Linked DNA regions of Mus musculus: regions 2, 3, 4 and 5 are each linked to region 1. The links are chromatin contacts, called in public Hi-C and HiCAR-type maps. All regions are on one chromosome and are shown on one strand. The core of a region is the stretch at or near the end of the contact, and the rest is flanking DNA. Distances in the headings are between cores, read along the strand shown.

Region 1 (5,713 bases), core at 2,128-4,627:
CTAGCCCCAAGCATTCTGGGTCTTTGGAGATCCATAATAGGTTAACAAAGTGTTCTGGGGTCACAGGTTCCCGCAATGTGTATTTTAAGTGAGTATGGGGTGAAAGTATACTCACTGTGCAATGTCCCTCTGACCACATAGCCAACAGCGTGGCCATGTGTCGGTTTGGCTGTGGTTGGTTAAATACCCAGTGGCTGAGAGCCAGCAGGTCCACAGGGCCTGGGCAGAAGTTGATTTTCTTTTTTTAAGAACAAGATGTATGTCTTTGCGGCTCCTTTACACATGGAAGATACAAGCTGTTCATTCAGGTGGTCCCAGCAGGAGGTTGCCGCATCCCTGGAATATCAGCTGACACCCAGAGGTGACACACTTCATCCTCAGTGGCACCATTGATGGTTCACATGTGATTTATTCATCCATTGCTAAGAAGTGGTGGGCCTTGGTGACTGCTGACCTAGGTTGTAAGAAGGCTGCTTATAGGGCTGGAGAGATGGTTCAGGAGGTTAAGAGCACTGACTGCTCTTCCAGAGGTCCTGAGTTCAATCCCCAGGAGCCACATGGTGGCTCACAACCACCTGTAATGGGATCTGATGATCTCTTCTGGTGAGTCTGAAGAGAGCAATAGTGTACTCATATAAAACAAACAAACAAACAAACAAACGAATGGCTGCTTATAGCGTTGGATACCTCTGGAAGCAGAGCCCCAGCCCTCTTCTCCTCTGTGTGATTGACAATGGCCATTGTGTGTGAAAGGTAGGAGGATACGGACTTTCCTGGTGAGGACTCAGAAAATGGAGAATCACTGGCTTCTTGCCCAACAGGCAAACCCTCCTTGGGGTATTAATTGGGACCCCTCTGGCTGTTGGATCCCAATTAATAACTGCATGGGATCTGCAGCACAGGCCTGGAGTACCCGTAGGTCACACAGGTTATTCCTTACCACCCAGTCAGGCAAGGTTAGAAAAGAGCCAGATGTGGAGGACGGTAGGCAGTTCTCTTGGATGCTGGGCTACTCAGGCTGATCTGTCCCACCTCACTGAGGTACCCTTGAAGACTGGGCAAGGTCATGTTATACAAGAACACTCTGCAAGCTACAATGTGCCCCCCACCAAAAAAAAAAAAAAAGCAAGGCATAGTTTGGTTAAAACAATGACAACGATGATGATGACGACGATGACAACGACAACAACAACAACAAACCCAGTCCATTAAAGTGGTCAGTACTCCAGCAAGCAATGCACTGGGCTCCATATTCTTTAGTGTGTCTCCATGTGACTCATTCTCTTCTCACTAGTCAGACACTGGGACATAATTAGGAAGTAAACAGGGATGTGTTTAGAGTAGGAGCAAGCAGGAGGAGTCTAGGCAGGCCAACCAGTGAAGCAGCTGAAGTCCAGCATCTTCACCATAGCATCTGCTTCCTTGGAACTCAATGCAGGGACTGCAGTTTTTCCACTGCAGATGGCAGTGGCTGCTGATGCTGCTGCCCTGCTGTTGCTGCTGCTTCTGCTGCTGCTGTTGCTGATGCCCTGTTGTTGTTGTTGTTGCTGTTGCTGTTGCTGTTGCTGTTGCTGTTGCTGCTGCTGTTGCTGCTGCTTCTGCTGCTGCTGTAGCTGTTGCTGCCTCTGCTGCTGCTGCTGCTGCTGCTGCTAGTGCAGTTCACTGTAAAGGAAGCAAAGGTGTGGATATGGGAAGACTGGAGCATTAAAACTGGTCTGATTTTGAGTGGTGGCTCAGTTGTTAACAGCACTGGCTGCTTTTTCAGAGAACCCGGGTTTAATTTCCAGCATTCACACGGCGGCTCATGTTACTCCAGTTTTAAGTGATCTGATGCCCTCTTCTGGCCTCTGCAGGCACCGGGCATGCATGTGATAAACAGATATACATGCAGGTGAAACATTCATACACCTAAAATAAAAACAAATACATCTGAGAGAGAGAGAAAGAGAAAGGGAGGGTGGCGTTCTGCTCCCCACAGTACACTGAGAGTAAGGGACATTCCTAGAGACAAAACGTTAATTGACCCCCAACCTTCATCTTCCCTTATTCTTCCTATTTAACTGGACACTGGGATAGCTACTGTCTAAAATATGTTCTTTATAAAAGTCTTCCCAGTAGCTATGGCTCATGGAATGGAATGGGGAAGTCCAGTAAAAGTTCTGGGTTGGAGCCAGTACAGAAAGAATGTTGATCTTGTAGACACCGTCTTACCTCTGGCTTTACTTCTGGCCACTTTCCACTTTCTGGCGGCACCAAATGACCACAAGCTCCAGGACCATGGCCTACCAAGTTCAGAAATTCTCAGTCAAGGTTTCAAAGTAGGGTATTTTCTCATTGGGTTAGCTCAGTCATATGCTCATCTCTGAACCAAGCATGTTAAGCTATTAGAAGTTGGATTTGCCAGGCCCAGTCACTCCTGTGTGGGAGGACAGGATCAGCTCCAAGTCACATGGACTGAATGGAGGGGTTCCCTCTCTAGAATCGCGAGGCTTTTGCTATGAGCAGGCTATGGATGCCGGCAGGCCCCTCAAGGGTGTTGGCAGATATTGAAATAGAAAAAGAAATGATTTTCAACTTCTAGGCAGAAGATCTCTAGGGGAAAAAATGTGTCAACGCATTTTTATTTGTTTTCAAATTGTGATCACCAAGTTCCTCAAAATTCCACAAGAAAAATGAATCCAGTAAGCTAATAGTCTCGCATAGTTTTTCACAGTAGGATAGAGCTGCCTTTAAATGATACCCTGCCTGGGGGTTTTGATCTCTGGAGACACGAAGTAAGCAGTAAACAAGTCAGCAGGCAGTTCCAGAGCAGTGCCAGGAGGTGTCGACAAAGAGCTGAGCTGAGCTTCCATAGAGCTCGCTTGCCCAGCGGACTTGCTGCAGATTCCCTAGAGCGGCAGCAAACAAACATTTACTTAGATAAGAAGGATGGGGTCGGAAGAACGTTCAGTGCAGAAGGAACAGTTTTGCCTGAGGGCGATGCGATCTCAGAACCGAAGAACACGGTCTACACCGAAGGCGGGGAAATGTTCTCATCTTCTTCCGCCCGGAGGCGTCTCCAGTGACACCTGTTTCTTTTTGTGGGGTATTTTTTGACTGTAAATCCTCATTCTCTCTCTCTCAATAGCTATTTTCCCTGTTACTTTTTTTTTTTTCTTCAATCTTTTATCCCCTTTCGTTACTTTCGGAGTCCCAAAGAGCAATCGAAGGGCCCTTCTAAGTGCCATCCTATCCGGCTTCTTCCAAGTCCAGAGTTGTTAATAGAAAATATCTGTCCCTCCCAGACCTATTTTGTGGCAATGGCCTTTGTACCAGAACGCCCTCCCCAAACAGCCATCATCCTTCAGGAGGGTCCTCATGTTTTACTCAAGCTGGCCAGCAGATGGCAGGTTCTTCCTAGTAATGCAGGAAGGCTCCGTAGACTCAAAACTGCAGTGATCTACACGGAATCCGGACAGAAAAACGCAGATCCCTGAGTCAGAGGATGGGAAAGAGGCTACTGCCACCGATCCACAGGACTCCACCTACCTCCCCAGCCCCGATCTCTTCCATCAATCTCTATTTCTGGGATTATTTTCAAAGTCAGCAGCAGCTAAATCACTCAGAGCAAATTTATTAAAGCCACTCTGCAGTGGCTGGTTTCAAACTCACTATGTGGTCCAAGCTGGCCTTGAACTTGTAGCTCCAGTTCTAACCTTTCATGTGGCTGGGTATATGTATGGGCCACTATGACTAACAGACAGTTCTCAGAACAAAAGCAGTTTCCACCTATGTGATACTCTGGTGCCAACTCTTCAGACTGTCAAATTCTTACATAGGGCTGGTGGCAAGAGCCTTTACTCACAGCACTTAGGAGGCAAAGGCAGGCAGATCTCTGAGTTTGAGGCTAGCCTGGTCTACAGAGTTCTAGGTCAGCGGGGGCTTGCCAGAAACAAAACAAAACAAAACAAAACTGACGTCCTAACACATTTTATACACATCCCCTTGTCTCATCTAGATAATTTGTGTTAGAAGCAACCTTACAGATTACCAGTCTGAGAGCTGACCTGTCTGTCGTCCATGTGCCTGTGGGCTAGAACAGAAAAAAATGTCATTATTTTTACTAATGGAAATTTAGCATTTTCCCTTTATCATAATGGAGGTAATCAAATACATCATATCCACGACCTTCACGAGGATGGCGGCATCAATGGGCGTTCTCAAATCTCATTTGGTTGCCCCAGTTTTCACAAACCTCACGTGTATTGATGCTTTGGACTCTTGGTGGTCATTAGACCTCCTTCTAGATTATGTTACTTAGAGCGTCAACACAGTAGATTATGTTTCATAATATCCTGCCTTGTTTTTAACATAGCACTCTTTTAGTTTAATTGGTTATCTGTAATTCTACATATCGTGTCTTGGACATTAAAAAAAAGGTTTTGAAAATACACTGGAGAATCAAAGAGGCCCACGGCATGGGAACAGATTAATAACAACATTTATCTGATATAAATAAATAACATTTATTCTGATAGAGGGATCCTCACTCTGGCAGGAGGGGTGTCTGGCTCAGAACCCCATCACTGGCTTTGAACAGACTTGTCTGCACTTTGATCTAAGACAGAAGAAGAAAGGACCAGAGGGACAGGCAAACATCCAATATGGGGGATGTAGCTCTAAGGACCCATGTCCTGCTCCAAGCTTCTTATTCTGTGTCAGCCACCCCTTGTGTCTGTAGCTGGGGGTTGGGCTGGGTGAGGTGAGGTGAGTGTCAGTCAGGGTTCCCTTCTCCAAGGCTAAATAAATAAATAAATAAATAAAGCCAGCCCCCAACTCTGCTCCATGGAGTACATTTTCCAGGGGGCTGCTTAGCCTGCTACTGGGAATTTGCAGACACTGGTCCAGGACCTGGCCTTTTTATGGATAGCGTATCTAGCAGTTGACAAATCTTTTACTTCAGCCATCTTTGGGTTTAGTATTTTTTTAATATTTATTTATTTATTTATTTATTTATTTATTATATGTAAGTACACTGTAGCTGTCTTCAGACACTCCAGAAGAGGGCGTCAGATCTCATTACAGATGGTTGTGAGCCACCATGTGGTTGCTGGGACTTGAACTCAGGACCTTAGCAAGAGCAGTCGATGCTCTTAACCGCTGAGCCATCTCACCAGCCCTGGGTTTAGTATCTTTAGATTAGCAGTATACATTTAGAATTTTTAAAAAAAAATGCTGTGTGTTTTGCACATGGTACCTTATTTATTTATTTATTTATTTATTTATTTATTTATTTATTAGATTTATTTATTACTATACATAAGTACACTGTAGCTGTCTTCAGACACACCAGAAGAGGGCATCAGATCTCATTACAGGTGGTTGTGAGCCACCATGTGGTTGCTGGGATTTGAACTCAGGACCTTAGGAAGAGCAGTCAGTGCTCTTACCCGCTGAGCCATCTCACTAGCCCCTACATTTAGAATTTTTAAAAGAATGAGAAAATATAGCAAAGTTTCCTTCCGTCCTTCCTTCCTTCCTTCCTTCCTTCCTTCCTTCCTTCCTTCCTTCCTTCCTTCCTTCTACTCTTGCTTTCTTCTTTTTTCCCTGCCTCCCTTCCTCCCTCCTTTCCTCTTTCCCTCCCTCCCTCCCTCCCTCCCTCCCTGCTTTCCTCCCTCCCTGTCTCCATGTCTTCCTGCCTCTCAGCCTTCCTGCCTTCCTGTCTCCTACCCTC
Region 2 (5,713 bases), core at 1,019-3,518, 230 kb after region 1:
AGCATGCTCTTCTTCACACGATACAAAGTTGCAAGGTGCAGCAGACGGAAGGCTGAAGGTCAAATGATGAATTCTAAGAGCAAAGGCATGCTTTGTTAAGTAAAGCTTCCTTGTACCTCTGTGCCTCTGCTTACATAACACAGCCCCAGGGGCAAAGAGCAGAGAAACAGAGTCTCTGAAGAGCTGGAAAATCTGGGTCAGGATTGAGGGGAAAAATATTCTTTGCCTGGGATCAAATCACTATTCCTTAAAAATCTACAATGTGCCATGGATGGATGGATGGATGGATAGATAGATAGATAGATAGATAGATAGATAGATAGATAGGTAGGTAGATAGGTAGATAGATAGATGATAGATGATAGATAGATAGATAGTAGATAGATGATAGATATCTAGATGATTGATAGACATAGATAAGATAGATTATACATACATACATACATACATACATACATACATACATATGTATGTACACACATAATTTAGTTTCACATAATAGTATATGCTTTATACATGTGTATGTGCCTATATTTATTGTGATGACAAATATTGTTAATCTGACACAATCTAGAAACAAACTTGGAGCTTGGGCCTCCAGACAGACCTGTTGGGGATTGTCATGATAGTGTTATTCTGTATGGGAAGATCCATGTTACTTGTGGGTAGAACCATTCTCTGCACAAGGGAATACTGGACTGTATTAAACGGAAAGGGCAATGGGTCACAAGCATTCACTAGCCTCTGCTTCTTAACTGTGGAGTCAATGTGAGCAGCCGCTTCAAACCCTTGACACTTTGATTTCCCTCACCACCACAGACTGTAGCTTCAACTATAACCCAAACAAACAGAACAAACGTCCTCTCCCTTAAGTTTCTTTTGTCAGAGTATGTTATCACAGCAATGGAGAAGTAAATTATGACATGCCTGTAAAGATTATGTGCTCACATGCATCGCTCCTTCACTGAGGTGTTGCTTAATCTTGGATGTCAACTTGCCTGGGTCTGAGATCAACTAAGAAACATGCTTTTGGTCAGGTCCATGAGGGTATGTCTGGATACAAAGAGGTCTGGAAGAAAAGATTTTTTTACTTTGCCTCCTCACCTTTGCTTCCTGCTGATGAGTGCATCTACTCTGTTGATATCTTTGCTTCCATCCTTCACTGATATTGAAACCCAACTTCTTTGACCTTTCAACACAGACTGAAGCCCCAAGATCTCCAAAACTCCTTCCTACTTTCATCATCAGACTAGGACTCCTGAGGCCACATGGACTGAGCAACTATGTGATGTAGATTAGCTATTGTTGGATGACACAGCACAAGTAGTGTAAGTCAATCTAATAAATCCATTTTAAACATCCTATTGCTTCCATTCCTCTAGCAATCCCTGACCAATACAAATGAGAAGAAAGGCAAAGCTTCAAACTTTGGGTAAATGTATTCATGTGTGGTAGTTTATCTGAGGTGATTCCATAAACAAGAGTGAGACCATGAAAGGAAATAAGACATGACATGCTACTGGACTAATTATTGCTATGGTCAACTGGGTTCAATCTCACTGGACAGTCTGAGGGACTGGAAGGCTGGCATTAGCCTCCTGCAATTAATATGCATGTATACACACACACAGCAGTTTATTTCTGGTGTCTGGCACAAAGCCCCCAAATCTATAAATTCCCCTACAGTCCTATCTTAAAACTTACTAACTCCCAGCAGGGGAGAAAATGGCAAGCTGTTTCCTCTGAGGCTTCTTATCTGCCAATGAGCAAGGACCTTTAAGAATGGGCCATAAGACAGAAACTTAGAAAACCCTGATACTCTCACACCAGTCCTCAAAAGGGACATAACAGAGTGCAAAGAGAACAGACTGGGATTGGGCAGGTCAGTGTCGTAAAGTTTGTACCTCTGTATCATTTCCATGCAGCCCACGTGTGAGTTCTACTATAGTAAAGGCAGATAGCACCACACATGGTGTTTCATTTCAAAGCAAGCTGATCTGTGAGATTTCAGTCATCCTTCAAAGGTGGAGTCCTCTCTGAAAACCCACACGCGGGAAAAGTAACAGGAAGAACAAACTGTTTTCTCTTATATGCTCCACGTGGAACAGATCTGTGGCCACACATCAATTTTTCAGCATCTGCTAGAGAGCCTGTGAGCAACTCAATTTTGACATTTTCTACTCGGAGATAGAGCCAGGTACCACTACATCCCAAAACAAGCCTACTTCAGAGGCCAGTCACACTCCTTGTGGTTAGAGGGTCTGGTGACTCAATCCCTGTCATTTGCTGGCATGGCTCACTGAAGCCAGACAAACCCTTCGCCCATGTATTGTAAGGGTTAGTGCAAAGGATCCAGTTGAACAGCCAGGGGAAGGGGTACTTACAGCAAGCTGTGTTTGCAGAAACTGCAAGTGCAGGGATTTTTTACTGGGGGTTTGTCACATGCATATGATCAATTAACTTAACTGCAGTTCCTTTTCCCTTTCCAAAACAGAGGCGTCTTAGTTAGGGTTTCTATTGCTGTGAAGAGATACCATAACCAAGGCAACTCTGATAAAGGACAAAATTTAATTGGGTCTGGCTAACAGGTTCAGAGGTTTAGTCCATTATCATCATGGTGAGACCCATGGCAGCATTCAGGCAGTCAGACATGGTGCTGGAGGAGCTAAGAGCACTACATCTTTTTCCAAAGGCAAACAGACAACTGACTTCCAGGTAGCTAGGACAAGGGTCTTAAAGCCCACACCCACAATGACACACTTCCTCCAACAAGGCCACGCCTCCTAATAGTGCCACTCCCCAGAGCCCAGCATATTCAAACCACTACAATAGGATTGGATAAAATTGGAGAAGCTCAATTTCATTAACAGATTGAATAATGTCTACCCAGTGAAGGCCTCTTTCAGAAACACCTTCACAGACACACAGAGTAACAACATCTTACCTGGTATCTGGGCATCTCTTGACCCAGTAGAAATAAAAACTAAAGCATTGTAGTGACTGAAAACAACCACCAATTATTAAGCTTACAGTTCCTCAGCCCTACCATTCAGGACGGGCTCTGCCAAGTGGTTTTTCTGTTTGAGTGAAGTCGCTTGTGCAGATTATATTTGGTTGGCTCACTTGAGCTCCACACAGTATGTCAATGTGTGTGTGTGTGTGTGTGTGTGTGTGTGTGTGTGTGTGTGTTAGTACACAGGAGGCCAGAGGTTAACCTTAAGGGTCATTCTTTAGGAGCCATTTACTTTGTTTGCATTTGGGTGGTTGTTTTGTTTAGTTTAGTTCTGTTTTCCATATGCTACCCAACTCAGCTAGTCTGGATGCCTCCCTAGCTCTGGGACTGCAAACATACCACCAAACCTGGGCTTCTCATGCAGGGCAAACATTTTACTGAAAAGCCATCTCCCCAGCCTATACAAACTCTTAATTTTAGCATTCAGACATAATTATCTTGTATAATTTTTATAATTATAAATGAGGTTCAGAGTGGGTGGGTAACTCATCCAAGCACACATGGCTTGTGAAAAGTGTGCTTTGTTCCTTGTGATTAGCTTATTCAACCAGACAATATAGTAAAGAAATAAAAACCAGTGATACTTTTCATCAAGGAGCTCAGACTGAGTCATCGGTGCAGAGAATAATGAAGATGTCTGTCATCTACTGTCCAGGGTGACTCATGAGGAGCTGCCCAGCCCACACTGAGAGTGATGGTATGCGATATTCTCTCAGTGAATCCATTCTTTATGGAGAACCTAATGACTCACAGTGCAAAGCTGTCATTATAGCAGCCTTTAGAGATAACTTAAAGACAAATGGTACAGGTATTGAAACACTGCTGTGAGACAATTTGGTTGTTGGGTTTTTGTTTTTGTTTTTTGAACCAGAGAAAGGACACCAGAGACAGAAAATTTCAGTTAATGTACTGAGAATATGGTCATTCATCACATGCAACTCTGTACTGTTCCTTTGTTTACATATTGATGAGTTTTCCCTAATTCACTTGGTGAAAAAAAAAAAAAAGACAACATGGGCCATTTATTAAATCGTGGGAGCAACTAAGCATGAATTGGAACCTGACTGGTTTACAAGTGCTGTATTACTACCAAAAGGCATGAAAGCACCTCTCCCATCCCAGCCCCCTCTGGTGGTCCTTGTGGGCTTTACTAACTTACACTTTTATTCTTCACAGTTCGGACTGGAAGAGGAGGACAAGATACCCATTAGGCAGAGTACAGAATTCCTAACAAGAGACAAGAAATCCCTGTGCTAGAGCCTGCATCCCACAGCTGCTGTCAGTATCTAAGCTCAGGGTTAAAAGGGTATATGAGCAAATTATTGCCCAGGGTTTGCCTTTAAAAAACAAAACAAAACAAAACAAGTCAGGCAGTGGTGGCACACACCTTTAATCCCAGCACTTGGGAGGCAGAGAAGGTGGATTTCTGAGTTTGAGGCCAGCCTGGTCTACAAAGTGAGTTCCAGCACAACCAGGGCTGTATAGAGAAACCAGGTCTCAAAAAGCCAAAACAAAACAAAGAAAGAAACAAATCACAAAAGGTAATTTTCATCTGGATTCTCATGGTTAAAGGTTAGTAGCATGAAGAAATAACAGCAACTATTATGTAACTTTTGTCCATACATTTCTACCTCTATCTTCCAGTGTTGTTTGGCTCCCAAGAATTGGTCTCTGAAGTTTATAGTTCATACCAAACTTGCTAGACTACTTTTGTGCATTTATAGTCAGATATACAAAGCCTTTTATTGTACAAAAATGGGATCTTCTCTATGTTTTTGTATCTATGTTCAATTTTTACATTCAACTATGTATCTTAGTAATTTTTCCATGTGGTCACACATATGTAATTGAACACGCATGTATTTCAGTGCTATGCAGTATTTTTCAGCCTGGAAGAACAATATCTTGTCCTCCCTTGTTAACAGATGTACCTATTATTTCTGATTATTTTTTATTTTTAAAAGTTATGGCAGAGTATGTGTGTGTGTGTGTCTGTGTGTATGTGTGTGTTGTGAATGTTTATGGTGTGTGTCTGTGCATGTAAGTGCATATGTGCATATGCATGTGTATACATATGTGCCTGTGTAGTGAAATTTTGGAATTTTGGTTTCTTTAAAAAGCACAGAAGTATTGTAAGAGTACGATTTCCCTTTAATTCCATGTGTGGGGGTGGGGCTTCTTTGGACAGTTGAGTATGATTTGCCCCATGGTCTAGTAGAGGTGTTGTTTTGCCAGCTGCAGATAGTTTCAGCATCTGTGTGCTGTCTGGAATTCTGGGAATTTATCAAAGGGAATATAAATGCTGGGGCCCTGATAGGTGGGGTTTTTCATTGTTGTTGGTGTTTGTAGTTTGTTATCAAAGAAGTGGGCAAAGAAGAAACAAAAGAAATAAAATTAGATTCAGTGAGTTCTCCCTCTCTCTCCTCCATCCTTCTTTCTCTCCTATCTAGTGTTAGAGAGTGATATGATACTGAGGGGATAAAAGGTGGGAAAAAGAAGAACCTGAAAAATAGCAAAGGCCAGTTATAGGTGGTGCCTAATGTGGGGCAAAGCAGAATAGGAAATTTTATTTCGATTGCTGTAAAGAAAATAACAAGGAATGAAGTGGATATATATATTTTTAAGGACACCAGCAAAAATTTATTATGGCTGCTACTACTGGGATGTTCCCTTCTTTGCCCCCAGAAGGGATTTTCTTGG
Region 3 (5,713 bases), core at 1,027-3,526, 240 kb before region 1:
TGCATTTTCTTTGACTGTTGTGTCAATGTTTTCTATGGTATCTTCTGCACCTGAGATTCTCTCTTCAATCTCTTATATTCTGGTTTGTTTTGTTTTTTGTTTGTTTGTTTGGTTTGGTTTTTTGAGACAGGGTTTCTCTGTGTAGTCCTGGTTGTCCTGGAACTCACTCTGTAGATCAGGCTGGCCTCAAACTCAGAAATCTGCCTGCCTCTGCCTCCTGAGTGCTGGGATTAAGGCGTGTGCCACCATGCCCAGCAATCTCTTATATTCTGTTGGTGATGCTTGCATCTATGACTCCTGATCTCTTTCCTAGATTTTCTAACTCCAGGGTTTTCTCCCTTTGTGATTTCTTTATTGTTTCTATTTCCATATTTAGATTCTAGATGGTTTTGTTTGTTTCCTTTGCTTGTTTGATTGTTTTTTTTTTTTCCTGTAATTCTTTAAGGGGTTTTTGTGTTTCCTCTTTAAGTTCTTCTACCTGTTTACCTATGTTCTCCTGTATTTCTTTAAGGGAGTTATTTATGTCCTTCTTAAAGTCCTCTATCATTATCATGAGAAGTGATTTTAGATCTGAATCTTGCTTTTCCGGTGTGATGATGTATCCAGGACTTCCTATGGTGGGAGAATTGGGTTCTGATGATGCCAAGTAACCTTGGTTTCTGTTGCTTCTGTTCTTACACTTGCCTCCTGCCATCTGGTTATCTCTAGTGCTACCTGCCCTCTCTATATCTGACTGGAGCCTGTCCTTCCTGTAATCTTGGTTGTGTCAGAACTCCTCATGCTGTCTCTGTGATCCTGAGATCCTGGGTGTGTCAGAGCTCCTGGGAGTCAAGCTGCCTCTGGGACCCTGGCATCCTGGTGTGACCAAGCTCCTGGGATCCCGAGATCCTGGATGTGTTAGAGCGCCTAGGAGTGGAGCTTCCTCTGGGTGTTGTGAGACTGGCTGGGGAATTTGCGCCCAAGGTCTGCTCAGGGCACCAGCCCAGACAGACCAGAAGAAACCCATGCCACTGATCTGGCAGAGTCCCTGTATGCCTGGGTCCCACTGGTCCCTTGAAATGTTTTTCATTATCACTTGTGTGAGTGTACACATGTGTGCGTGTGAAGGGCTGCATGCACATCAGTAAGTACATTATAAGGACTGGAAGAGGATGTCTGGTATTTTTCTCCTAAATCTCTGTCTTATTCCTTGGATACAGGGTCCACCTGACCCTGTCCCACAACACTAGGGTTACAGTCCCATGCAGCCACACCTGGCTTGTCATGTAGGTGCTGGATTCAAATTCAGGTCCTCATGCTTGCCTACATAGCAAGTAGCCTTACCTTCTAAGCTATCTTCTTAGCTTTGGCACCAACTATTTTGAGGATAATTTTATGAGGCTTTCCTTCTTCTTCTTCTTCTTCTTCTTCTTATTATTATTATTATTATTATTATTATTATTATTATTATTATCTCTTTATCTTTTTTACAGTCCAGTCATTATTCCCCTCCTGTCTACCCTCTAACTGTTTCTCATCCTATACCTCCTCCTCCATCTCCAAAAGGATGTCCCCACCCCACCCCACCCCATCCTACCAGACCTCCCACTCCCTGGGGCCTCAAGTCCCTGAAGGATTAGGTGTATCTTCTCTCACTGATGCCAGACCAGGCAGTCCTCTGCTGTACATGTGTCAGCTGGTGTCTGCTTGCCTGGTTGGTGGCTCAGTGTCTGAGAGATCTTTCAAATAGCCGCTGGGCTCTGGTTTAAGTCTGCACCTAGTGAAAGCAGCATTACTCTCTATTCACAGGGCAGTAGTCTGGGTGGAGACCTGCATTGATGCATGGCCTTTGCTGGACCCCTGCCCTCTCTGAGTAGTGAAGACTGAACTGGATGTTCTGGCGGCTCTGGGAAGCAGATATCAGAGCATGATTAGAAGGAACCCAGTGCAGCAGTGGCAAGGAGTGGCCTGATGTCCACATGTGCATGATCCTCTGCACTAGGTGGGGTTGCAGCCCTCAACTTCAAGCCCATACAGGCAGAGCGCCCCCTAGCTGTCTGATAGCATGTCAGCATAGCACTCCCCTCACTGTGATGGGAAACCCGAGAGGCAGGCAGGGATGATTCTTCAGAGGACTCAGTATTGGGCTGCTAGCAAAAGCTACTCCCCTCTCCTTCCTCCGAATGCCTGTGGAAGCTGGGTGGGCCTCAAGCTCTATCACCCTGGAAGGGGAGTGGTGGCCCTACCCACTCCTGCTGGGTGCTGGATCATGGCCAGCCCTGGTTTTTTAATATTCTGCTGCTTAATGGGACCCAGATGTTCCTTAGGAGTCTGATGTCAACAGTGCTCCATAGGCAGTTTGTCATTCCTACTGTGGGTAGACAGAAGCCGCAGATACTCAAACCCAGCAAAGGTTTGGGGATATTTCTGATGTAGCAAGCTAGAGGTGGTAGGGGAGGTTATCAGCCAGCTTAACTTATGGGTGATTATCACGTTCATGGGATGGGTGGGACTGCATGCATAATACTGGCATTATAGGTATGTACAGCAGGCCCAGACACCCTGACTCCTGCTGTTATTAAATGTGATTTTCATCTGAGGCCTGGTCTCCATCAAGCATGAGAGGACCAGGCTGGATAGAGCTGGGGGAGAGGAACATCCAGGAGCTGGGAGTGGATGCTCCATGTTCTCCTGCTTCATGAACTCAGCTGGGTACCATATACACTCTTCCATCCTCCCAGGAATCCTGACAGCACCCAGGAAGATCCTCCTGGATGCCTGCAAAGTCCACTCAGAGCATCTTACAACACAGAAGTCTGGAAAGCAGAGACTGGGCAGGAATTGGAAGTAACCATAGTTGAGATCTGGTTCTGGCTGACTCCAGGCAAGCATTCTTTCCCCTAGACTCTGGCAGACAGGGCTCTGGGAAGGGAGATAAACCAGAGGTTGTGTCCTGCAGAGATGTCTACATGGAAAGGAGAAAAAAGGAGAGGAGCCAAAACAAAGCTAGAGGGACCAGGAGCCTCCTTTTGTGGGTTGGGGACTGAAACAGAGATAGGGTCTCACTGAGTAATAGCCTAGGAACAGCGGCTCTGGAGAAACCCAGACATTCTGATTCATAGCAATATTTATTCTCAGGCTGGCTCCTGGGTCAAAAACAAAGCTCGGAAATGGCTCAATGGTTAAGAGCACTGACTGCTCTTCCAGAGGTCCTGAGTTCAATTCCCAGCAACCACACGGTGGCTCACAACCATCTGTAATGGGATCCGATGCATTCTTCTAGTGTGTGTCTGAAGACAGAGGCAGTATATTCATATAAATAATAAATAAATCTTTTTTTAAAAGAAGCTCTGGAAAAAAGGGGACATTTTAAGAGCAACTGTGATCTTTAAATACGGGACTTATTTTATAAAAGAGTAGTGTGTTGATATATGGCTTCTTTTGTTGACATTTAAATTGTAGCTATGTAAGAGAATGTCCTGTTCTTAGAAAACACAGCTGAAACTGCAAGGGATGAGTCACAGGGGATTTAACTCACTCTCCGAGGCTCTGCCAGTAAAGCCTGTCAAAGCACAGACACACTGGGGTGCAGGAAACAGGAGCGCACCAACCGTTGGTGAGTCCAGTCGAGGGATACAAACACACTCATTGAATTACTAGTGCAACGTTGCTCTATGTTTGAAAGTTTTCCAAGTAAAAGGAGAGAAAGAAGACAAAAGACGTGAAAATAGATAAAGAAGTCAAGAAAAGAGGAAAGACGGGCAGGTCCTGCCTCCAAGAGGAAAGGGCCCTGCAGTCAGAGAGGGCATGAGACAGAGGCTGTGGAAGGTAGGGGTTGGGAGGAGCCGGCAGGTGGCTGAAGAACAGGACAGGGAGCTGCTGGGTCAGGGGTGCAAGAGACCTGAGGGGAGAGACCTGTCTTTCCAAGAGCTCCCTAGGGCCTGCATGAAGCCCCGTGGAGCCCTCCTGAGCACAGCAGACTGAGAAGTGTCCTGCTGAGGGTGGGAAAGGCTTTTCCTGGGAAGGCAGAAAGGATTCACAGGGACAAAGCTGACAAGAGTCAGGAGGCTTCTTGCTCCTGTCACAGGGCTCCCCTCTGTGTGGCATTACCTGTTCCCCCACTCAAGGCCTAAGCCCCATAGACTCAGTGACTTTTTATTCTTCATTTTTGCTATTGCCTGTGTTGATTTGAATACGTTTACCCACCATGCACACCCCTTCCCCCATAGACTCATTTGTTTGAATGCTTGGCCCATGTGGAGTGGCACTACTAGGAGGCGTTGTCTTGTTGGAGGAAGTGTGTCACTGTGGGGGTGAACTTTGAGGTCATATATATATATATATATATATATATATGACATACTCAAGCTCTGCACAGTGTGGAAATTCAGTCTCCTTCCGGTTGCTTTGGAGCAAGATGAACTCTTGGTTCCTCCAGCGCCATGTCTACATGCACACTGCCATGCTTCCTGCTGTGATGATAATGGACTGAACCTTTGAAACGGTTTCCTTACTTTCTAGTCTGTGAAGTGGGCATGGTATTGTCACCATCCAGGGCTGCTGACACTGCCCTGGCACTGCTCTGCACTGTGCTGCTAATAATGATTGAAGTCTTTTAGGGTAGCATATATCATTATTAATAATCAGCCGTGATTAGTCATGAACTTGAATCATTTAGAAAAGATGCCAGAGAGGGGTGACCACCCCCAGGTACTCCTATTTGACAAAATTCTTTCCTAGTAGCTCTGCTATCCTGGGACACTGCCAGGCCTAGGAAGTGGGGGAGAAGGACAATAAGCCCTCTCTCCAGGGGGAGCTCTGGATTGTCCGTCCTACGAGGTTCCTCTTCTGAGGAGGAGGTTATCATCAGCAAAATGATAAGAAATCCTAGTCAAAGATATGCAGGAGCTTTTTCCAGGGTACGCAAGATCATCAAAACAAGCAAGGGTGTATCAGTGTGTTAGTTAGGGTTTTATGCTGTGAACAGACACCATGACCAAGGCAATTCTTATAAGGACAATATTTCATTGGGGCTGGCTTACAGGTTCAGTGGTTCAGGCCATCATTATCAAGGCATCCAGGCAGGCATGGTGCAGTATGAGGTGAGAGTTCTACAACTTTATCTGAAGGATGCTAGCAGAAGACCAACTTCCAGGCAGCTAGGATGAGGGTCTTAAATAAAGCCCATACCCACAGTGACACCTATTCCAACAAGGCTATACCTCCAAATAGTGTCTGCCATTCCCTGGGCCAATCATATACAAACCATGACAATCAGTTACTTTCTAGTGCTATGATAAACACCACGGCCAAAAGCAACTTGGGGCAACTTAGAGATTAGAGTTTATCATAAAGTGAAGTCAGGGCAGGAACTAAAGCAGAAGCTGTACTTACTGGCTTATTCTCCCTACCTCTCTCAGCTTATTTTCTTATACAACCCAGGACCATCTGCCCAGGGGTAGCACTGCCTATAGTAGGATGAACCTTCTCACATTAATTATTAATCAAGAAAATGTCCCCACAGTCTTGCTGTGGTGGTTTGAACGAAAATAGTCCCTATAGACCCATAGGGAGTGGTACTATTAGGAGGTGTGGCCTTGCTGGAGGAGGTGTGGCCTTGTTGGAGGAGGTGTGGCCTTGCTGGAGGAGGTGTGTCACTGGGGGTGGGCTTTGAGGTTTCAGATGCCAGGCCCAGTGTCTCTGTCTCTCTCTTCTTGCTGCCTGCTGATCCAGA
Region 4 (5,713 bases), core at 1,635-4,134, 200 kb after region 1:
AGAAGGATGGAGGGGTTAACCGGAAAACATGAGTAGATTCAGAGACTCCTCAATGTCAGCGGCTGTTTCAGTTCTCAGGTGAGAGACCACCATTGTGCATACCCCAGGGGTCTGAGATGAGGCTCACTGCCTACCAGCCACACAGACAGGACCAGCCAGCCACACAGCACAGGACCAGCCACACAGACAGGACCAGCCACACAGCACAGGACCAGCCACACAGCACAGGACCAGCCACACAGCACAGGACCAGCCACACAGCACAGGACCAGCAAAATTTTGTTTACTAAAATGAACTTTCACGGAGTTAAGTGGCCAAACATACTAAAACATAAGCTTCGGGCTCATAATGGTTATTGGAATTTCAACTCCCTTGTTTACACATCATCTGTTTCCCCAACTTTAGAAGATCCAGACATCACCGGGAGACAAAGCAACTGGTTCAGGATCATATGGCAAGGCGAGAGCTGACCAGAGTCAGGACTTCTCGAGTCAGCATGCACTCTCTACTCTCTTGATGCCTCTCAAACGCCGAGCATAAGTCATCATCTTGAATGCCATCCTTTTACTCACTGAAGCCCTTGATTGTTACACATATACATTTGAGTGTGTACATGTATGTGAGTGTTTGCATGTGTGCACATGTGTCCTTGAGCGTGTGTGTGCATGTGTATGTGTGTATGCATGTGTGTTAGTGTGTGTGCATGGGTAGATGTGTGTATGTGTGTTTGTGTGAGTATATATGTGTGTGTGAATGTGTGCATGAATATTGTGTGCATGTGTGTATGTGTGAGTGTATGTATGTATGTATTAGTACATGTAGTATGTGTGTGAGTGTGTGTGTGTGTAAATGCTGAGTGGACAGTTGCAAAGTCAGACATTTGAAAGCTCTGGGTATTGATGACTGTCCATGTAGGAGCCTAAGAAAGGAGTATCAGGGGGCATTATGAAATACTGTATTCCAATTTCAGTGCTTAAACAGGCTGAAACTGGCAGAAGCACAACAGTATTTATAGTAGAGGATTTCTAGAGACCTGAGACGCTTAGTGGGTTAAATTTTTATAAGGCATTTTTTGTTAGATATTTTCTTCATTTACATTTCAAATGCTATCCCCAAAGCCCCCTATTCCCTACCCCTGCCCTGCTCCCCAACCCACCCACTCCCACTTCAAAGGTAAACCTTGGTAATAACGGCTGAGCATTGGTGTACTGTAAGCCTTTTTTTTAATAGTTGTGGTCTTGTTTAATCTGCATGGGAATAATTGCTCGTCCTGTTTTGTATTCATAAGTGAGGGAAGTGAGGTTAAGAAAATGAAATGATATGTCCTAAGTCACATAACTATTGGGACAGAGGAGTGATGGAGACAAAGAAGTGGATCTGGATGTAGATGTAAATGCTCTCACCATCCCCCAGCCCCATCTGGGCCAACCTCCATGCACCTTTGCTTCCAGCCCAAGAAAAGCCACCCTGACGACATGCAAGTGGAATGAAACTAAAAATGAATTTATCTTCGCTTGGCCTTGATAACTGAGTAGTGTTTTTGAGGTGACCAGAGTCAGATGGCATTCAGAGACTCTGTCCTGTGTTGCTTGGAGAACTCTGCCTTCTCTCTGACCTGACTGCAGAAAATCCCCAAGCACGGGAGTTGACAGAGGAGAGTGGGAGCCAAACCAGCAGATATGGAAGACACAGCAGAGCACTGGGAACTGCTGAAAAAAACTAAGACCTAGAAAAACTCTACTGAAGATTTATATTCCTTTTAACTCCATTAGGACTTGAGGTAGCTAAAAAAAAAAATCTACTTTTAAAGTAAAGGAAATAGGATTATTGGATTTCGAAATTGGAAGCCATAAAATTTAGAACAATTTTATATAAAACTTCAACTCTTTTAAAAAAAAAACAAAATAAAAGAGTCAGATGGTCTCGAGTAAATCCAAATCTCAAAAGAAGAAGTAGACAAAGGTCTCTCTCTTTGCTGAATGCCTACAAGTCTAGCGCCATAAGCAGGAGCCTCGCTGAGTGGGTCGCTGAGACACCCACTCTGAAGCTAACACCCTGGCTCTGCTTCTTGTAAGGGATGGGGACTGACTATGCTTTCCAGTTTCCTAGACGCCACTCCATGTCCAGGGAACTGTGTATTGTCATGTCTGTACCCACACTTGAGCTCCGTACTTCACCGGCTCGGTAAGGCATTTCTTTTCCACCTCTACCCTTTGTACTTACACTTCTTCCTCAACTCTCCATAAGGTCTTTTTGCAAGGACAACTATCTGATACTTTTGTTATTTTCTGTGGTCCCAAGTCAGCAGTGGCTTAGTGTAACCGCTGAGAGTTGTGTTTAAACCCCAAATCCAATGACACTGAATAGGTTGCTTGTTCGTTTCTTTGTCTGTAAAATAGGAGTTAAATGGGTGTAAAGCACATAGCCTAGCACTGAGAACATACAGGTATTCATTATGCAGTGCCTTTATTTATTTGCCAGTATACAGAACTGACTGGGAGAAAAAGGCTTGAGGCCTGACACACAGCTGAAGCCCTTTGATGGATGACACTCCAATCCATGCCTCTCTGAGTACATAGATACCATTTCTTCCTTCCCAAGATAAGAAGCTGAACCCTTCTTTCATCCACACCACCACTATAGCTCCTCTTCATCTGATTTGAGCATCCATTACCATCTCATTGAAATGCCACTTAGACAAGGTCTCAAGTGTAGAGCTACAGAGGGAGCTTGGAGTAGGCTGGGGTAGAGGACTGCCCCATTAGCATTCAAACCATAATAGAGACCATTATCTTGGCAGCAAAATACCCCAGCAGTAGTGATGGGAGGAAATGGGAGTGGGTTGCCAAAGCAACAGAGAAACTTGAGCAGTGCTGTTTCCATGGCAACAGAGGGCCTGCATGGGAGGGCTCTCTCAGTTCCAGCACTGGTTAGACTCTCAACAGTATCAGTGACTCATCGGGTAGATTGCATTGCAAAGGGCAAATTAGTGAGAGGTTTCACTTAAGAAGTTAGGCCAGCATGAAGCCCACAGCAGAGATCTAAACTCTGGAGATGGAGCCTGGGCCTGTCTGTTAGGAATCAGGATTCTCTTGGCTGCTGGCCAGTTCATTACCTCTCAAAGCCATTAGGCCTTATTTATGGTTTGAAAACTCAAGGAGACCCTGCCTGAGCCAAATCTCCCTATGGGAATCTGACTCACGAGGTACATGACTTCAGGGGCAGACCAATGCCTGTGAGCTGTTTCTCCTTCTTTCCTCAATTTTAATTTTTATCAAAGTAATACATTCACATAATTAAAAGTCAATTAGAGTCTATAATTAAACACATAAGGCCCCGCGCATAATAGTGCTTCTCTTCCCTGATTCTCCAGGCACTCACTATAGTGACTTTGGCTGTATGTCCCCTCTTTACATCTGGGTTTTCAAACGTTTCCACCTGAAATACAGTTTCTTTGCATCCACAGTTAAGTGGAGGGAGTCCTCTCTTACCCCCTGTCAAACTCAACCCCCAGACACAATATAGAAACTTCCGAATACATAATATTTATAAACTACAGTGTTTTTAATGTTATAGGATATACCAATACTGCCTGTCTGCCAGCAAAATGATATCTTTTGAGCAGAGGGCTGCAGGCTTCCCTATTCAACACGTAGGCGCATTTTAGGATAATTTATTTCTGTTAACATGTATTAGTTGCACATATTGCTGTGATGCAGTGTGATATTTCAGTATATGAATAAAGTGGGTGCTGACCAACACACACACACACACACACACACACACACACACACACACACACACACATTTAACCCAACTCCCTTAGCTTCCTTTATGAAACAATGTGTGTTCTGTCTCTCTGCTTGAATCATTTAATGTAATGTCTTCTAGGTCCATCCATCTTGTTACCATGACAGGGTTTCATTGTTGTTGTTTTTTATGGCTGAACACCTCCCCCCTTAACACACACACACACACACACACACACACTCCACTTGTTGGTATTGCTTTTTCTTTAATCATCTATTGTTGGGTATCTAGGCTGTTTCAACCTTAGCTATTACAAACAGTACAGCAATCAACATGGACAAACAACTATGTCTTTTGTGTACAGATTTCATTTGCTTTAGATGTACACACAGGAGTGGGATAGGTAGGCAATTCGGTGGATATAGTTTAACTTGTAGGTTCCTAATTTATATTCCCACCAACCATGCATGAAAGGTCCCTTTATCCTCATCATCATTAGCATTTATGTTTGCCTTTTTAAATAGCTCCTTTAATTGGAGTGAGGTGACATATTGTAAGTTTGATTCATTCATTTCTCCAGTAGGGAGATAACTTACCTAGTTCTTTTTTTTCAATTTTTAAAAATATTTTATTTACATATGTATTTACAGTGAGCATGTGTGTGCATGTGTGTGGATGTGCATGCATGAGTGTACCTGTGTGTGTGTGTGTGTGTGTGTGTATGGAATATTTTTTGTTAGGTTTCTGAATTCTTTACATATTCTGAATATTAACTCTGCATCAGATGAGTAGTTGGCAAAAATTTCAAACCACTCTCTCTGTTTCTTTACTCTGTGGATTGCTTCCTTTGATTTGAGTTTGGTGTAATCCCATTTATCTATCTCCTACTTTGTTTCCTGTAATTCTAGAGACATATTAGCAATTTCATCACCTCTACAAATATCTGAAAGTGTTCTTCATGTTCTCATGTTTTACATTTAGGTCCTGGGTACATTCTGAGTTGACTTTTGTAGTCTGAAAGACTGGGATAAAGTTTCAAGCTTCTGCACATGGAGATCTGGTTTTCCAAGCACCAGTGGCAGAGTCTGTCCTTTCTGCAATGAGCCTTTTGACACCTTTGTTAAAGTCACTGTGCTGTAAGAGACGCAGACTTCCATGCATTTCCAGGATCTGCTCTGACATGGCCAGCCTGCCAGGCTGTGTCCATCTTTTCTAGATGGGAGCTCCACCAGGCACTCTTCTGTCCTTCAGATTGACTCTACTCTGCCCCTTGTTCCCAGACTACAGCCACTTGCTCCACTCCAGCAACAACTGGTTCCTGGGGTCCTGAGGCTGCATTGTAAGTACATGGCTTCTTTCTTCCTGCTATCCTCAGCTGTTCAATAGGATTCAGGTTACAGATGTCGGCTGAGATTGTGTGGAACTGTGTACCACATTCTTATTCAGGAGTGATTTAATACAAGAGGGTAGGTAGGATTTTTGCCTTCCTAAATCTAAATATTTTTTGGACTATCTTGGCTGCTATACCGGAGTGACTTTGCAAAGAGACTGCATTACATAAAGTACATGCATATTTTTATATTTAATTTTTAAATGGTAGCTATTTAGACTACCCAGAGAATAATTCTCTTTGGAAAATATTGAATGTTTAAAATTTTTGTGTCCCAGTACATTAGAGTCAAAACCAGATGGTTTTACCTTTTGAAAGAACAAGCCCACTTATGAGACTCATCTCCAAATAATAAGTCAATGAAAGCAGTCATTAGGACTGTTATTTCTCTGTTGCATATGCTTGTAAAATATGAAAATTTACCTAAATGTCCCACAAGACACTTTCTATGGGAAAGCAATAGAGTAATCTGTGACATAAGAGAGGCTAAGAACAAAGTAGGCTCGGTGCTGTGCAGAAAATGTCCATGGTAATTTTTGTGTCACAAACCTTCACTGCACAGCAGGAGAGTA
Region 5 (5,713 bases), core at 845-3,344, 150 kb after region 1:
GAGTGGTGAAGGGCCCCGTTTCTCCCCATTAAAAGCTCAGTGCCTCAGGATGTAAGGATGCTCAGCATGAGAGCACTGGCTGCTCTCTCAGAGGACCAGAGTTTGGTTCCCAGAACCCACATCAGACAGCTTATAACCTCCATAAGTCCGGCTTTCCAGAGAAACAGCCCCTTTTGGACTCCATGGAGACTGATTGTCTGTCTGTCTGTCTGTCTGTCTGTCTGTCTGTCTGTTTGTCTGTCTGACTCTCTCACACACACAAATTATACAGAACAAAGTAAAAAACTAAAAAAAAAAAAAACTTAATGTGTAATAGTAACTTTTAGTCACCAGATTTAATGGTTATCTTGGAGGCTTACTGCTTCACTCTGCTAACCTAGGCCTAGTCCTGGAAGCTTCTAGACTCCATACAATCTAATCCAGATCTAGGATATTTTCAGCCTCTGAGACTTACTGATGAATACATTCACCCCTTTGTAGTTCTTTCTTATCTCTGGCCAGCTGATTCAGCTCAGACTCCTGATTTAGTTGTTCTGGTTCAAACTCCTCTCCACTGTAACTGATTCAAACTTGCTTCTTTCTCAGCCTCTGACTTTTTGCTCTGCTTGACCTCATACCAACTCTGGCAATCTGTTCTAATCTTTTGACTCCTACTCATTCTCTGGCTTGCTCTGTCTTTACCTGTGTCTAGCTTGTTCTCTCTGTAACCTGTCTCTGTAAAATTCTCCCAGTAAGACTGCCTCCTTCTCTGCACTACTCTTTTAAATAGTGTCCTTTTTCTCTTTCTTCTCATGGGAGTTGGACATATCCTATTCTGTGATATCGTTCTCTGATTCATCATGTTGTCTGCCACTTGATTAGACATCACTTTCAAACATGGTGCTTCCTTCTACAAACTAACTTTAATTTCATTTTTTGGGGATAAAGATGTGTACTAAAGGCATGTCTGAATTCCACCCTGAAGGATTAAGGGTTTGTGCTAAGGCTGAGCCACACCACAACCAAAAATGTGGTTTTCCAGTAAACAACACAATCTTGGGGTTCACAGGATAATCAAATATCCTGCCACACAAATGCTTATAGGCTAGCTATTTCAGTGACATCATTGAAAGGGTTTTGAGTTCGGGGCCTGTTTTGGGGATTTCGTTTTGTAGTGCTGGTCAAGGCCCAAATTCTGACTCGCCAGGGCAAGAATAATAGCAACTTTGGAGGTTTTCTGCACTCCTGCTAACAAGTTTATACCATCTTCTTGAGCAATGGATAGTCTTTCAAGGTTGTTATGCAAAGTATGTTTGTCCTGCCAATGAAGTATCTGTGGAGTGTGTGTGTGTGTGTGTGTGTGTGTGTGTTTGTGTGTGTGTGTGTGTGTTTTAACTTGGAAATCCTGACCTTGATTCCACTGTGAGTTGTAAGCTGAGCTTGGTTTTGCCTGCAGATGACTCTTAAAGACTGTCCTGTTTGTAGAGCCATCTCCTCAAAGAGCCTTTTCAGACATTCCTCCATTCCTTGCCTTCTATACATTTGCTCACAAATGTTAGCAGGAGGGACACACTGTGTGTATACTTACATCCTACACAGATCATCTTGCTTTGTGTATGTCTCAGTTATGCTTCTGTTCCTGTGAGGAACACCAGGTCCAAAAGTAACTTGGGGAGGAAAGGGTTTCCTTCAGCTTTCACTTTTCACAGTCCACTGTGGAAGGAGACCAGAGCAGAACCAAAATGTGGAGGCAGGAACTGAAGCAGAAGCCATGGAGGAGCCCTATTTACTGGCTTGCTCCTCATGGCTTGCTCAGCCTACTTTCTTACACAGTCCAGGCCTACCTGACCAGAGGTGGCATTGCCTCCAGTGGACTGGGCTGGTATGTAGACCTCAGCTCCACATCCATCATCAGTCATGAAAATGGGTTGCAGGCTTGCCTACAGGCCACTCTAATGGGAACTTTTTCTTAACTGTGATTCCCTTTTCTCAAATGACTGTAGCTGGTTCCAAATTGACAAAAGTCAACCAGAACAATATACAACAGAATGATGCTTCTCCTCTGCCACCCACAGGGACTGATATCCCCTTAGGGATGGCTTGGACTTACTGAGAATGTATGCTCCAGAAAGAGGACAGAGGTGACCTACACTCTCTTTGTCTGTACACTTGTACAGGACAGTAACCAAATTTGTGAGGCATGACACAAATTAGACAATCTAATTATTGCGAGTGATGGTGACATTAGACATTTATTGGGGACCGACATGATGAGTTTAGAGATTTTCATAAGTTTGGTGATATTTCTTTGTGTAATGGGAACAATTATTATCATCCTCACAGCAGAAGAGAAATTTAAGGCACAGGCTAGTTGATACCCCACAACAACATAGCCAGGAGATAGCCAGGCCAGAACTAGAATTCAGAGAGTCAGATGCTCAGGCTTATGCCTTTGACCTTTGATGCTCGTGTTCCAGGCCATGCATATGTAAGATTACTATGGACATCAGTATTGACACTGAAGCAAAGGCAGTGGGCTGATACTGCAGCTTCAAATGGGTTCTGCCCTCTGTGAGCATTTCAGGACATTGACGTGACCTTTCTTTCTACGTCTTTCACAACAGGCACAGAGAGCTGACCGAACTACTGATGAGGGTCAAGTTATTGAGTTCCCACCTCCCAGCCTGGGAAATTACTCAGATCTCCCAGTAAACATTCCTTCTCTTTGGAAACAAGATGGCATAGACTGTGAGATGCTGCTGTGGAGAGACATGTTGCCATGGCAGCAGCTCATGCCTCCTTCCCACCCGCTCTGAGGTGCTCTGACACAGGCAGTGGTTTCCATAGTAACAGGAATAATTGAGGGTCTGTGAAGAAAGGACTTGTGTATGTTCTGACATGGGAAGAATTGAAAATGAATCCTGATCATTTAGAGGGCTATCCTACCATATGTCAAAGAGGAACAGCATCATCACTACAGGGATAATCCCAGAAAGTGGATCTTAGTGATCTTAGAGATTCTTAGCTTATACTCCACTAAAAGTTCACCTTTCATCTTTCTATGGGGACAATTTAAGACTTCATACAATAAGATGAAGAGGTGGAAAGTATAGCCAAGAGTGAAAGATCAGGAGTGTGTAGATCAATTACTACACAGGTGACAGGCTTACAGGTAACTTTTAAACATGGGTCCAGATTTCTTGGGAAAATTTCAAAGGATGAAGGAACCTATACTCTCCTCTATTCTATTCAAAGATGCTCAGTGCCCTTCCCACTAACTGACAGCGATACAGACTGCTCTGCCCCTTCAGAGTGCTTGCCTTGGTTGGTTCCAGTTAGGCTGAGATGCTACCCCCCATCTGTGACATGTGTGGCTCCATCTGTGATGTGGGCCTTCATATCAACATTCCCATTGACCTTTGGGGGCTTTGGAGGTGAGACGAGATAAAGACAGAAGGCCAACTAGTGTCAGTCCGTAATTCTAAGAGCAGGCTGAGTGGTACAGAGCTCTTAGCACAGTCTCCATGGTATGCCTCTTCCTGGGCTACACGTGGGTATGAGATGTGGCAGTCTTGCTAATACTAGAGAGCTTGGTTTGCGAAGACAGGTTCTAAGTAAGTAGTTTATATTGACACACTGATTTTCCTCACTCTCTGAAGAGCTACTGCTGCATTTTCTTCATTTTTGCAGTTGAAAAAATAAGACAGAGAGAGTTTGAGTAACATGCACAAAGTCTCACAATTACTACATAGCTAGAAATCAGACTGCACGCTGAACTGCACGCGTTGGCCATAGGAAGAAACCAAACTCTTATGTGCAAAAAGGGTTAGACAGACCAATTCCTCAGTGGCAGAAATCCAGTTCAGTGTTAAGGAGGAAAAGGGATGTGGTCTGTGGAGCTTCAAGCACAGCTGGATCTAGGCACTCCATCTGTTAGCTCAGCTCAGCCCAGCACCCTCCCTCTGCTAAATCCTCTCCCTCAGTGATGTCAGAGATGTCTACTGGCAGCTTCTAAGTGACATCTCACTTAGCTCAGCTCCAGGAGCTAAAGAGGATCTTGCCCACCCGCTCATCACTCCATGCAAGACTTGCAGTTGATAATGGTGATGTGGCTGCTCCAGTATGAGTCACATGCCAACTATTTAGTTGATGCTGTATTCTTAGTGGCCAGACTTGGATCAAGTGCCAAATCTTTTGGCTGTGGTGGGAGGAAGCTAAGATAAGGGGAAGAAAAGGAGGGAACGGATGCTGCATGGGAGGGACCACTAGCTGTCCTCCATCCTTGCTCTCTTCTGTATGCAGAGAAATGGTGGGGCTCAGGCACTCACTAGCCAAACCCTGCATCAGTTGCTTCTTGCTGCTCTGAGTTCTTCACTGTCTAAGGCACAGTCATGAACCAGTCTCTCCTCTATTTAGTGGGAGCTCTTGGAAGCTGTCCTCCCTGGATACTTTCCCCTCGGGCACTTCATAGGACATCCTCCTTTCGTGATATTGCTCTCTCCCGCACCCACGTGGCATTGCCTCATTACCTTTGCTCTCATTCCACTCTCTCCAGTCACCTCTCTCAGCTTCATTCATTAGCAATGCTTCAAATCTTTCATCTTCCCCATTCTGCTCAGCCCTCTTACATTTTTCTCACTGTCATTAAAAACCAATGCTCTGCATCTCCTTAGCCTTCTGTGATTTTTCTGTGGTATAGACCTAGGGGAACTTGGAAGCTTTCCTTGATGGGTCTCTGAGCACTTTTGAACCTTGTGTTTTACAGACCTGAGATTCAGGAAACTGAAGCATCCCTCTGTGGTGTTTACCACAGAGGGGGAACAGGAGCAGAGTGCTAAGCTTATCTCTTCCCTCCACACATCAGCTACTTTCCTCAGGCACATATCATGCAGTCTGTGTGCACACTCATTTCATCTTCTGTCCATTTCTGGTTCTTTGGACTCTCATTCAATCTCATGATTATTTTGATCTCAAGACTCCTCTTCCTCTGCAAGCTAATGAGAATTAAAGCCCACTCGTTTGGCGGGCAGAATCTTTGGAGATTTAATTGTTCATAGATAGCATTCTTCACAGAGAGTAAAAATTTGGAATAAAGGGTCTTGAAAAGTCATAGGAAGGAGAGGTGTTATGGTCTGTTTGTGTCACTCCACCCATATTTATGCTCCAAACCACTTATGCCAAGTGTGATGGTCTTAGATGCAGATGGGGTCATGAGGATGGTGCCCCTCATGGTGGAATTAGTTTCTTTTATTTGTAGAGGATGACATAAGACTGTTCTTCCATCATGAGCCATGCTGGAGGAAAGGGTATGTGAACACAAAGAAAAGGAGCTATCAATAAACCACAAAAATAGCCTTCACCAAAATATCTCTATTGCTGTGCACTTCAGACATAAAACCTGGAGCATTTGCACTGGGTCTGACTTGAAAGCCTCCTCCATAGTTTTTATTCTAGTAGAAGATGTTATGCAAGCTTCCAAGGGAGGGAGGCAACCAATAGTCCTACCTAGGTGTGACAGCTGTGACAACAAGCATGATATGATAACCCTAAGGGTGCAGTAGTGACCCTTATATCTTGTTACTAACCAGCAGATGTCTAATTGGAGTTAAGGCCTGCTCAACAGGAAGGGGACTGTTCCTGGTACGAGAAACCTAGCTGACTATCCCAGAAATAGTGAGGTCATGAATCTTAGAAGAGAACCTACTACTATTGCTAAAGTAGTAAAAAATTTGCA

What was found. Hi-C and Micro-C count contacts between places; a contact is called where the count stands out from the background. HiCAR-type assays count read pairs that join an accessible place to other places.
Region 2: a Hi-C map of pancreatic cancer cells shows a contact between it and region 1, with 4 times the contacts expected there. The contact joins two enhancer-like sites. A contact is called at or near these places in 14 of 39 promoter capture datasets (the 3T3-L1 cell line, 3T3-L1-derived adipocytes, the C10 cell line and 8 more), 1 of 15 datasets of contacts at CTCF or cohesin (the NIH/3T3 cell line), 27 of 484 Hi-C or Micro-C datasets (the G1E-ER4 cell line, the HL-1 cell line, cerebellum and 8 more), 2 of 115 datasets of contacts at active chromatin or transcription factors (embryonic stem cells and large pre-B cells) and 2 of 9 other capture datasets (adipose tissue and liver).
Region 3: a contact with region 1 is called in a Hi-C map of uterus, with 4 times the contacts expected there. The contact joins two enhancer-like sites. A contact is called at or near these places in 1 of 39 promoter capture datasets (stem cell-derived epiblast-like cells), 1 of 15 datasets of contacts at CTCF or cohesin (pro-B cells), 7 of 484 Hi-C or Micro-C datasets (cerebellum, embryonic stem cells, nephron progenitors and 2 more), 3 of 115 datasets of contacts at active chromatin or transcription factors (embryonic hindbrain, embryonic stem cells and microglia) and 2 of 9 other capture datasets (embryonic stem cells and liver).
Region 4: a HiCAR-type map of astrocytes shows a contact between it and region 1, with 2.1 times the contacts expected there. The contact joins two enhancer-like sites. A contact is called at or near these places in 6 of 39 promoter capture datasets (the 3T3-L1 cell line, the C10 cell line, embryonic stem cells and 2 more), 1 of 15 datasets of contacts at CTCF or cohesin (embryonic stem cells), 2 of 484 Hi-C or Micro-C datasets (cerebellum and cerebral cortex), 2 of 115 datasets of contacts at active chromatin or transcription factors (astrocytes and embryonic stem cells) and 1 of 9 other capture datasets (embryonic stem cells).
Region 5: a contact with region 1 is called in a Hi-C map of cortical neurons, with 3 times the contacts expected there. The contact joins two enhancer-like sites. A contact is called at or near these places in 6 of 39 promoter capture datasets (the C10 cell line, embryonic stem cells, liver and 1 more), 5 of 15 datasets of contacts at CTCF or cohesin (the NIH/3T3 cell line, embryonic stem cells, large pre-B cells and 2 more), 6 of 484 Hi-C or Micro-C datasets (cortical neurons, embryonic stem cells and stem cell-derived neural progenitor cells) and 1 of 9 other capture datasets (adipose tissue).

What each region holds. Positions count from the first base shown.
Region 1 is chr8:86,582,960-86,588,672 of GRCm38.p6, reverse strand. No RefSeq gene overlaps it. Among named protein-coding and RNA genes, the nearest start is that of Abcc12, 19 kb to the right of the region's middle. Within about 2 kb of position 3,377, at least 93 of the 459 cell types and tissues checked have an H3K27ac peak or open chromatin away from gene starts, as enhancers often do. A contact at or near this core is called in astrocytes, cerebellum, cerebral cortex and 5 more, where this site is marked.
Region 2 is chr8:86,348,291-86,354,003 of GRCm38.p6, reverse strand. No RefSeq gene overlaps it. Among named protein-coding and RNA genes, the nearest start is that of Gm33687, 71 kb to the right of the region's middle. Within about 2 kb of position 2,268, at least 14 of the 459 cell types and tissues checked have an H3K27ac peak or open chromatin away from gene starts, as enhancers often do. A contact at or near this core is called in pancreatic cancer cells, where this site is marked.
Region 3 is chr8:86,817,399-86,823,111 of GRCm38.p6, reverse strand. All of the region lies in intron 1 of Gm39215 (a long non-coding RNA gene), which reads left to right. Among named protein-coding and RNA genes, the nearest start is that of Gm39215, 6.0 kb to the left of the region's middle. Within about 2 kb of position 2,276, at least 54 of the 459 cell types and tissues checked have an H3K27ac peak or open chromatin away from gene starts, as enhancers often do. A contact at or near this core is called in stem cell-derived neural stem cells and uterus, where this site is marked.
Region 4 is chr8:86,387,287-86,392,999 of GRCm38.p6, reverse strand. No RefSeq gene overlaps it. Among named protein-coding and RNA genes, the nearest start is that of Gm33687, 110 kb to the right of the region's middle. Within about 2 kb of position 2,884, at least 97 of the 459 cell types and tissues checked have an H3K27ac peak or open chromatin away from gene starts, as enhancers often do. A contact at or near this core is called in astrocytes, cerebellum and cerebral cortex, where this site is marked.
Region 5 is chr8:86,435,887-86,441,599 of GRCm38.p6, reverse strand. No RefSeq gene overlaps it. Among named protein-coding and RNA genes, the nearest start is that of Abcc12, 130 kb to the left of the region's middle. Within about 2 kb of position 2,094, at least 67 of the 459 cell types and tissues checked have an H3K27ac peak or open chromatin away from gene starts, as enhancers often do. A contact at or near this core is called in cortical neurons and stem cell-derived neural progenitor cells, where this site is marked.